Regions from separate parts of the Mus musculus genome. Here region 1 is linked to region 2. Evidence: chromatin contacts called from public promoter capture Hi-C data. All regions are on one chromosome and are shown on one strand. Each heading gives the region's core, a stretch centred on a gene start, on an enhancer-like site or on the middle of the called end of the contact. The rest is flanking DNA. Distances are from core to core; before and after follow the strand shown.

The links. Promoter capture Hi-C pulls out the DNA fragments that hold promoters and counts their contacts.
Region 1: a contact with region 2 is called in a promoter capture Hi-C map of hippocampal neurons, with 2.9 times the contacts expected there. The contact joins the enhancer-like site here to the promoter of Hps1 in region 2. A contact is called at or near these places in 6 of 39 promoter capture datasets (embryonic stem cells, frontonasal cranial neural crest, hippocampal neurons and 2 more), 2 of 484 Hi-C or Micro-C datasets (ECoMG myeloid progenitors and embryonic stem cells), 3 of 115 datasets of contacts at active chromatin or transcription factors (embryonic stem cells and stem cell-derived neural progenitor cells) and 2 of 9 other capture datasets (embryonic stem cells and liver).

What each region holds. Positions count from the first base shown.
Region 1 is chr19:43,020,685-43,026,428 of GRCm38.p6, forward strand. The region is part of intron 3 of Hpse2 (heparanase 2); the gene reads right to left. Among named protein-coding and RNA genes, the nearest start is that of Hps1, 240 kb to the left of the region's middle. Within about 2 kb of position 2,242, at least 4 of the 459 cell types and tissues checked have an H3K27ac peak or open chromatin away from gene starts, as enhancers often do. A contact at or near this core is called in hippocampal neurons, where this site is marked.
Region 2 is chr19:42,778,004-42,783,095 of GRCm38.p6, forward strand. It overlaps Hps1 (HPS1, biogenesis of lysosomal organelles complex 3 subunit 1), which reads right to left and starts at 1,975. Exons shown (of 20, transcript NM_019424.3): 1 at 1,911-1,975; 2 at 551-643; 3 at 119-280. The coding sequence starts at 235. It overlaps Gm16244 (a long non-coding RNA gene), which reads left to right and starts at 1,029. Exons shown (of 2, transcript XR_386720.3): 1 at 1,029-1,340; 2 at 1,437-3,571.

The sequences.
Region 1 (5,744 bases), core at 992-3,491, 240 kb after region 2:
TGCTGAGGATGGTCCTCCCACTCAAGGCAATAGACAATCCTGTAGTGGTTGTCCCCACTAGTGTCCTTGCCAATGGTTAAATAACTACAATAGAATTAGGATAGTTCAGCATAACCCAAGTAAATAAATAAAAATAGTATGCAGCCAAAGAGTTGTGAGAATTACCAGGAGGAGCCAAGGATGTTCTCCTGGAACTATTTTAAAGGCATTTGATGAAGAAACTGAATTTTAGGTCACTCTCTTGGATATAAGATTTAATGTCCTGGCAAAAATCATTGGAGATGGGACAAAATTAATGCTACTATCATATTTAGAAGCCTAGGAAGAGTTATGACCACAGTGAACAAACTAGAAGTATTCTAGTTGTACTAATTGATCATAGAGGGAGGTCTGAGGGGCTGAGAGAAGTGCTCAAGTTCAAATGGACATAAAAAGGCCAGAAGACAGTCTGAGGATTATGTGACAGAGAAAATCTAAAGTAGTTACATGTGTACACCTGTAACCTAATGCTTGACACAAACATCTTAAATGGGGGATTTTTAAATTTTTATTTTGGGTCGTGATTACAGAGATTTCAATCCACAGTCCTAGACTCAATTAATGTAAGGCAGGAGGTAATGGTAAGAGCTTGTGAAAAGGAAACTGTTTACTTCATGGTGACCAAAGGAGAAGGGACCAGAGACTATCAAAGTCACACTCGTTGAGATTTATTGTCTCTACAAAGGTCTTACCTTGTAAAGTTCCCACAATCTCCCTAAACAGTGGGACAAGCTGAAGACAAAGTGTTTAATGCATAAGCCAGTGAGTGGTATCCCACCTTCCAACCTCAGTTGCCACTATTCACCAAGGCTGGTATGGACAGGCTGCTAAGAGGAACATCTAACTACTAACTAACACTGACAATGATGACTTGTACCTATAGGCAAACTTTGGTGTTGTCAACACCATGAAGATGATTTAGGAAGGGGGCAGGCAAGCCGGGTTGATGCTTACTTTTAAAAGCCAAGTGAGTAGCAAGATCAGAGGGACACCAGCTGAGCTTGAGGGTCAGAGACTTGTGGAAAGAGCAAAACATGACATCCCTAGAAGCAAATATATGGACAGAAATATGGGTCTGTATCATTAAGGGCCACACCCCCAAAAGAAACAAAAACCAAAATGGATCAGTGGGAATTGGAGGACAGTTGCCCTAATGAAATGTTTTGATCATTTGATAGTTCCTGGTGCAGAACAGATTTTCAGATAGCAAACCTTTTAACTGAAGAAATGGTCAGGTCATTGGGAGGAAATTGTAGGATTATATACTATTTTAATTCTCCTTCCCCAGAAGGGTCTATGGCCATCTACTCCAGCTACTAAATTGAGGAAAAGAGACTACGCAGACACTGAGAGGGATGTTTAAACACAGTGGGCTGTGATACTGGGAAAAGTGAAGTACAACCATGATGCTCGTTTCAGAGTACAGCAATATAGAGTATGCAGCAAAAGGGTTCCAGAACCATGCCTAATTAAAGTTAGATGTCTACCATTTGTTGACTAATTTGACTCATTGTAAGAATGGGTATGGAAAAGAGGTGCTTCATGCCTTGAACATGGCCACAAAATATCAATCATCCACAGTCAAATTCTGGAGAGAAAATGTCATTGGTAATGTTGCCTATGAGACTCTTGTTGAAATCTGAAATTCTGAACAGTGTTCAGTTGTGTGTGGTTTTTTCCTATGGGCACAATCGCTGGATACTTGGAGCAGATCCCAAGAGCTCTAAATGAGAGACAAAATAATTCAACATTAGTGCTCTGATCGTCTTTTACTAGTTCTCTTTGGCAAGGCTAATGTTTGAGAGAAATGTTTTTATCTGCTCCACATGTCCAGCAGTGATTGTGATTGGGGAAAGCAGAGGCTAGCGAGCCACAGCTATTAGAACAATCACTACCACAAAAAACAAACAAACAAAAAAATAACCCCCAAAATCACAGTATGTAGAAAGGATCAGGCCAGTCCTGCTCTGGCCTCTTGGCACATGTATGTGTTTGCCGGTGTTGCACATATGGGAGAAAGCTCCCACGCCAGCTATCTACACAATTAGATCAGAACTCTGGTGATGACTCAGGGTCCCAACTCATCCCAACCCCCTTTCACAGCTAATTGCAGCCTCTTTTCTTTTGCTCATCATGGTGCTGGTGGGTGAGGCATTAGGCTGGCCAGGGAAAGCAGCAGGGCAGATGCTGCAAGTTTAAGTGAAATCAGGTGTTGCCTTCCCCAAAGTGAGATCTGGAAAATGTCAGCTGTTAAGTAATAGATATTGGCAGCCAAACACTCAGCCTTTTCCACTGGGCTCAGTCTTGCTTCTCCCTACCAGAAATACTTGGGCTTTCCCCCTTTCTCACATTGCCTGATCTTTTTATCTCTTTAGAGTTCATCGAATAAGAATTTCCATTTTGTAGATTTTCATTTAACATGATTCTAAACATGTTAGAAATTGGAGGGTTGGGGATAAAGTAATTCGCAAAGGCCCCGACACTCTCTAGCACTGATGATGTCCAAAGCTCCCACCTGTGGAGACAGTACAAAGAATCTTTTGAGGAGTGAGGAGAACAACTGAATCCTGACAATTTTCAGAATCCAGCAGAAACACAGCACCAAAAATTGCTAAAGTAAAATTATCCCACAGAGTTGAGAGGAACATCTCAACTTTCATTGTCTTCTGCTAAGTCCATCTGGAGCTGCCCCACTGCAGAATTGCAGATTGTAGAATCATACATATGCACATGCACAGCTGACTTATGATCATCTCTATTGTGTTTGGTTGATCTGCATAACATGCCTCCACACACTCTAGGACTGAACCAGATAACAGTGTGGGCAGGTCTGGCAGTCCCATCTTCAGCCATGTGCTCACTTGCTCCTCTCTTTCTCTTCCTCTTTTGGTGTCCTTGACCCATACTTTCTTTTCCATCTTCTCTTGCTCTCCCCACTGAATAGCCAAGTCCACTCTGCTGGCTGTGTTCAGTAGCATTTCTCTGGACTCTTCCTCATATCTACAATAGATTTCCCCTCAACCATATCTTGGAATGGTCATGTTCTTACTTTATATTCATACAGTATGGCATTATACACTTATACAGTGATGGCATCGAGGTTACTAAAAAGAATACCCTATTAATAGGAAGTTCATTAGTATTTAACAAAATAAGTGTAGGTAGCTAAGAAAGGAAACGTGGTAAATTGATGGAATCTAGTCTTTCAGCTTTTCTCAAAGTTTCAATTTCAGAATAAAAATTTGTGGAGGAAGGAAAAAAGGAAGGAGGTAGGGAAAGAGAGAATGGAAGGAAGTGAAGGATGAAGTGAGGAAAACAGAACTGAAAGGAGGGGAGGGAATGAGAGAGAGAAAGAGAGAGAGAGAGAGAGAGAGAGAGAGAGAGAGAATTACTAAGCTTAAACTTTCCCAAGTAGATAGACTATGAAATCTATATGATAAAATAAGAGAATTTCTTGAAGATTAAAAAAATAGAAAACCTAGACATATACAAAATTCTACATACTTATTACATACACAAACTTAATCAAGAAGAATTAAATAATCCAAATATATCTAATACAGTTGAAGCCATGATAGTCTTCCAACAAAGAAAACTCAAGGATTGGAAAACTTGTACTTATGAATTTTAGCCATATCTTTAAAGAAGTTTCAGTGACTCTAATGCTTTCTCCTTGAGGACTCGCTTTCATGGTACCAGAAGGTGCCATGAAAATTTCCACAGTAGAGAGGCAACCAACACTCCTACCTAACATGACATGACAACCTTAGGGCACAGTAGTGGCACACATATCTTGGAGGCAACCAACAGCTCTCTAACTGAACTTAAGACCCATCCAACACAGGGGAAGCTCTATCTGGTACTAAAAATCAAGCTCATTACTAAGTGTTGCTGAAGCCACGGATATTGAAGAAGAATTTACAAACCACCCCTTAACTAAACTACCATAATCCATAATAACAATCTTATATATACAGATAAGTGTAGTCTCCACCCCTTATCAAAGAAACTTTGCAAAAGATGGATACCACAACAGAAAATCACAACCAATCAAAAGGCAGATGTGTGGAGTTCTGGTCCCAATGGATACAAAACACTTGTGCACCTAAAGCTCAGGGACAATTGTGAATCAGGGAATTTGCTGTCAGACTGTGTCTCCACTCATGTCAGAGGCTACACCTATAAAGTCTCACCAACATGTCAGGCCATCACATGGCTTGAATAAGGATGACACCAATTGAAATGCCAAAGTGGGTGGGAAAATACCATGAGGTCTCAACCCTACACAAAGAACTTCAGGCAACTAAGAAATGCTGAGAGCAAGGAGACAGTCTTCCCTGGAAAAGAGCTCACCACTTGGTCACTCAACAACAAAGAATCAGCCCTCAAAACATATATATAACTAACACTGTACAGGTCATATTTAGGGATATAGATGTATATACATATATGCATAACATCGAAAAAAAACCAGTCATGAAATTGAAAGAGAACAAGGAGGAGTATACAAGAACATTTAGCAGGAAGAAAGGAAAAAGCATAAATTATATTATAATCTCAAAAATAAAGACAAGTAAAAAAGTATTTAACTGTCCCATAGATGTATGTACTGTACTTTTATTTATTTTCATTTCCAGTCACCCTCTCTAATCCTCCATTCTCTAGAACTGAAGTCCCCCTTCTCAACAAGTCCTCTTCCTCATTTCCTTATGTCTGTGTGTGACCCACTGAGATTTATTAAGGTTGCCTGTATGAACATAGGTAAGATCTTATGCACTGGGGCCTGGAAAACTCAGCAGCAATCTGATTTTTTACAAAAATGCTAAAAGCACACAAATGATGTTGGGAAAGCGAGAGACTTCCTAAATAGAATTCAGTTAATTAGGAAACAAGGCTGAAAACTGATACATAGGATCTCATCATTGTTTAAAAGCTTCTACACAGCAACAGGAACTATGGATCCCTGAAGCGGCAGCCGACAGAAGAGAAGAAACTCTTCTCCAGCTACACAGCCAACACAGGCTTACTTTCTAGAATTTACAAAGAACTCAAAACCAACAGAGCAAACAAACAATCCAATCAACAAATAGAGGTTGGAACTCAACAGAGTTTTTTTTTTTAAATTAATTAATTAAAAAAGAAAAAAAGAATAGAAATAACCAATAAATATTTTTTAAAAGTAACCAGCATCCTAAACCACCATGGGACGTAAATGAAAGCTCCCTGCAATCCCGTCTCTTTGCAGTCAGAATGACTATTTTCCAGAAAGCAAATGACAACACCTGCTGGCAAGGGTGATGGGGAAGGGGAAACCTAATTCCCAACTGTGGGTGTGGGTAAACTAGCACAACCACCATGGAGATCAGTGTGCATACCCCACCCCCAGAAGACGGTTATGGGAGAAACCAGCCACTTTCTGATTGGCCCTAGGGTCCATTCCATGAGATAGAACCCATACTTGGCACTGTTAAAGGGCCAAGGACCTCTGGGTACATGATTCCTAGGTCCCAGAGTAGAACGGAATACTATTACCTTGCTATATAGACATAGGATTAAGAGGACTCCTAATGATTTACTTTTATACTCATAGATACTCACACATCCCTCAAGCCTTATCCAAGAAGCTTCTCCTTGCAGACTGCAATTAACACCTGACTCAGTCAAATGTGGAGAATTAAAGACTGTGGAGTGCTCAGCCCCAAAAG
Region 2 (5,092 bases), core at 725-3,224:
AGGCCCTGCGGACTCCTCCTGCCTGCCTGGAAGAGGCACTGGGACCTCCTGGCCTCGGGTGGCTCTGTGGCTCCTCTACCAACCCCACCTCCACCAGGACGGCCTGTTCTGTAATTACCTCCTCTTCCTCATCCTCTGACTGCTGGAGCTTCAGCCGGAGGCTCTCAGCAAACTCCTCATCTGTCCAGTAGAAGAGGACCTCTGCGCCCTCGGTGGCCACCAACACGCACTTCATCTTCCAGGGAAAAGCGAGGGCAAAGGTCACATCCGTGAGTTCAGCCTGGGTAAGGAGATGGGCTTCAAAACAATGGACACTCACGGAACCCTCGTCTGCATGCCTGCCATCACCCAGTCCTTCTGGGGTTCCTGTCTTTGGTTCCCCCAATGAAGTAGTGACATGGGGGGTGGGGGCAGGGCTGGAGAGGGGGAGGGGGAAGAAATGTACAAAGAGGTGCATGTGGCAGTTCAGTTCGCTCCTCTCATTCTGCTCTTCAAGTGGGTGCTGCCCACCTCTCCACCCTCCATCCTCCAGGAGAGGAGCATGGTTTACCTTGGCAAAGCACACAGCAGGGCTTCTGAGGAGCTAGATACTCTGACCAGGTCAGCAGACAACAGCAGCACAGCATCCTTGGGCCTGCAAATGCTTAAGGCAGAAAAGGCATGAAGGCATTCAGAGGGTCTGGTTTCCACTGCCGCCTGTTCCTGAGAGTGGACAACCTGGACACGGGCTGAGAAGTCACAGGTTCCCCCATTTTAAGGACCACAAGCTAGAAGGTGTCCTTTATGTGGAGCAAGCGTTGATGACACATTAGCTCCTACCTCCTCTGCAACTGGACAGTTTATATTTGGGTCACTCATTCACACACAGGTGGGGTCAGCAATCCCACCCTGAGCAGCCCCAGGGAGCGGTGAGCAGGGATGGGTTACTACACAACCCATCGCAAGCTGGCAGGAGGTCCCAGTGAAAAGCTGCATTCGGGTTTGGTTCTGGTTGGGCTTTCCTAAGGTCCCATTCAACTCAGAGATTCAAACTCCTCTTGGGAGGCCAGGGAACAGAGCGCTGTTGCACCTTCCTACCGGGTTACGGGGTTCCTACCAGCCAGGTCGCAACCTCAGCCCAGTAGGCTCATCTTAAGGACAAGAACGGTGGGTAGGTGTTATTCTTATTTCCCGGCTTCAAATAACAAGAGAAATAAGCTGCCTCTGGAATCCTCCCATTTTGATAACAGGCAAGAAGAATCTAAGGCGGAGGAGGAAGGTTTGATCCTGGGGATTTTGAAAGCAATGAAACTCTGAGCCTGGCTGCACCATTCTCGGGCTTGCCTTGATGGTAACTTCCGGTAAGCACCCGCATACTTTTCGGTGGGTATCTGGTTTTACGGTTGCGGCTAACCTCATTTTCTGATCTTTGTTCTCTTTATATTTTGCTCTAAAAGGAGGAAACTTTGAAGAGAAGGGCGATTCTGAGAAAAATCCCCTGCACCCACTTTTACCACCCGGGTCACAGTTCTCTCATTGTCCCTAGCAAACTGTCCCCGTGGCCTCTGTCCCGCCTAACACAGCTCAGTTGGGGGGTGGGTGCGAGGGGTGGGGACTATAGCCTGTGATGCTCCAGCAGGAGCAGCTGGCCTAGGAGGGAGTCTCTCCCTGCGCCGCTTAGCACCGCCTCACTGCGTGGCTCCGCCCAATAGCTGCTTAGCACTCTTTCAACGACACCCAGAAATTCTGACGTACCCTCCCCCTCTCCTCCCGGGGACGAAGGCCTGGCTTGTGACGCCCGCTCCAAAAGGCATGAGACTGATGCGGGTTTCCCCGGGTGCCCGGGCCTCTCCAAACTGGGAGAGCTTGCCGGAGGTGCCCACCGAGGGGCGACCCAGGACTGCGCTTGGTCACCCACGATGCCCACGTACCGGATCCGCGGCTCGCACCGCCCAGCGTGTAGCCAGCCTGCGGCGCGCTTCCGGGTAGGACACGTGACTCAGCCACATGACCGGGGCCTGCTTTGTGGGTTCGAGCCCCGCCCCGTCAGGCATTGCTCACCCTTCAGGCTACTGTGCTTGCTGGTCACCCGCCGCTAGGGAGCCGTGCCACGTTCACCCTGGCATAAGTAGGTATCTCACTGCCTTTAGAGGCACCAGCTGAGCCGGTGACATTTCTAGAGTCTCTTTTGCTTGATTTAGCTAAAGGGATTCCCCACAGATTTACAGAAGGGGCAACTGAGAACCCCGAGGGAACCCCCTTGCTGAAGAAGGAACAAATGGAACCAGAACCCAGGTTTCCTTGCACCTTCACCTGGCCCTTCCCAGCCTTTCGTTTTCTTGCCGAATCTAGTTGTAGGTGAAAGGTACCCTTTTTGTGGGTGCTTTCCCTTACTTACCTCCAGGGGGCGGAACCCGTGTGTCTTAGTCAGGGTTTCTATTCCTGCACAAACATCATGACCAAGAAGCAGTTTGGGGAGGAAAGGGTTTATTCGGCTTACACTTCCATACTGTTGTTCATCACCAAAGGAAGTCAGGACTGGAACTCGAGCAGGTCAGGAAGCAGGAGCTGATGCAGAAGCCATGGAGGGATGTTCTTTACTGGCTTGCTCAGCCTGCTCTCTTATAGAACCCAAGACCACCAGCCCAGAGATGGTCCCACCCACAAGGGGCTTTTCCCCCTTGATCACTAATTGAGGAAATGCCTTACAGCTGGATCTCATGGAGGCATTTCCTCAACTGAAGCTCCTTTCTCTGTGATAACCCCAGCTGTGTCGAGTTGACACAAAACCAGCCAGTACACCATGCAGAAGAGCCCAGCTACCTTTGGGCTCCTTGATTTACAAAGGTTCCCAGTCTGACTGAGGGCTGCATACACATTAGGGCTTTTGTCTTGAACCTGCGAGTGATTGCATACTATCAAGATTTTTATGTGTATTTGGAGGGGCAGAAAGAGTGAAGAAGGCCAATGGAGTCCACAGAAGAGGTTGGGCGCCTACCACAGGTCCTCATTGGGTACCTTGGTGCTTCTGAGAAACTTTGTGTACGACCCAGCATGAGCACTCCGCACCCACTAGGCAGAGGCCAAGAGCCAGTGCTGCGGCCACTCTAGCTACCTAAGGTACAATTAAACAACATCGCAAACGCCTGCGCCTGCGCCTTCGCCACCACCCTGCTCAGCCAGGCTCCACAGTACAGCCACAAGCATCAGTCTCCTGGAGTCCTGAATCTGCCGACACTATCCTGACTTCGGTCGGTCATTTCCCCCTTGTTTCAAACAGTTTGTAAGCCTGAATAACTGTTACCCGTGAACAATTTATAACTAATCTAGTCCATGTTACCTGATGCTAGTGACTTGTGTCTTGCAGATGACTAAAGAATGGCGCCGATCATCTCTTCATGTGGTTTTTCTCTTCATTTGTGTAGCTTTAAAATTTTTTTTGCTTTCAAATAAACATTTATTCATATCTTCTACCCCTTTTATTATTATTATTATTAATCTATTTTTAGCCATTGACTTATTATTGGATTGTAAGATTTCTTTATGTTGTAGATATGTTTTAAGTTAGATATATATTAAAAATACCATTATTTGATCTGTCTCTGTGTGTGTGTGTGTGTGTGTGTGTGTGTGTATGTTTAAGTGTGGCCCATGAGTACATGAGGAGTTTACTACTTTTTGGTCAGGCTAGCTGCCAGCAAACTCTAGAGTTACCTCCTGTCCCGGCCCAGTCATGAACACCTAACCTAAAGTCCTCATTTTATAGATGAGGACTCTGAGGGACGGAGAGTCTGGACAATTTCTCTTCTGAAGTGATCAAAATGGGTCTGGTAGTGCTGCCGTGGCCTGTGGATGTGGCTTAGCTTCTGCACCTTCAGTGGCCCAACTGCCCACCTTGCAGTTTGCTCTGTAACTCATTCCTCTGAACGGAAACTTTCTCTTTTGGTGGGAGGAGGAGCCTCTGAGGCTCGGGCTCACGAGAAAAGCCTTGGAGACTCAGTAGATTATAGGATTCTCGTGGTCCCTCCCCACGGTCATGAAAGCTAGGGAGAGGAGACTCTGGTGGAGCCAGGGAGGCAGCTTTCATGACTTGTCCTCTATGCTGGGTTGGGTATTGTGTGGTGCAGCTGCTCTTGAGTAGCCCGTGCTCCTGGAAGTCACCTCAGTGAATGTGTTCAGTCATTAAGCTAGACCTTGAGGGAGTCATTTTTTTTTTTTCTGGTCTATCGTTGATGCCCTGTCTTGGCGGAGTAGACTTTGCACACATCCTTCCAGGAATGTGGGAAGCCACATGTGCTGTTGCAGAGTGGCGCTGGCTACTGCTGGCCACCACGCATAAGTTTGGACAAACAACCAATGTGTACATACGCAGTAAAGCTTTTTGTCAAGTCACTGCCTGGCGCGGGCATGTTAATGAGTTACTGAGAATATAACCAATCAGATGTGAGACATGCAAATGAGGTATGTTAATGAGGTTCTGTGAGGTACTGAGAGAGAGTAGTCAATCAGATGAGGAACATACAAATGAGGCATAGTGCATAACCAATCTGGGTGTGAGACACGCCTCTCCTAGGCCTATATAAGCAGCACCAGTTCTGGGCTCAGGGTCTCTTCGCCTCTGCAATCAAGCTCTCCCAATAAACGTGTGCAGAAGGATCCTGTTGCAGCGTCGTTCTTGATGGTTGAGTCGGGCACACGCAAGACAGGAAAAGTCACACACTATCTGGGTTTTCAAATTGTTCTTCACATGTCCAGTAGAGGACGCAGTATCTAGTACTATTAATGTTCACTAGTTCACTAGGAATGGACTAATTCAGGTTGTTCTTTGATTAAAATGAGCCAAGAACTTGATTGTCAGGACTTGAGGAGTGGGGCAGGTGAAGGAGAAAGCTCGGGTAGGGCACTGTGTAACAGGCTCTGTAGACTTTGGAATCACCATAGAAACCGTAATCATCATCCAATAGCAAACCCGTGATGGGGTCTCATGCCATCCATTGCTTCCCAGGTGTAGTGGCTATTCCTGGTTGTCAACTTGACAATATTTGGAATGAACTACAATCCGGAATTGGAAGGCTCACCAGTGACCCTTATCTGGAGGCTTGGAGATCCTTAT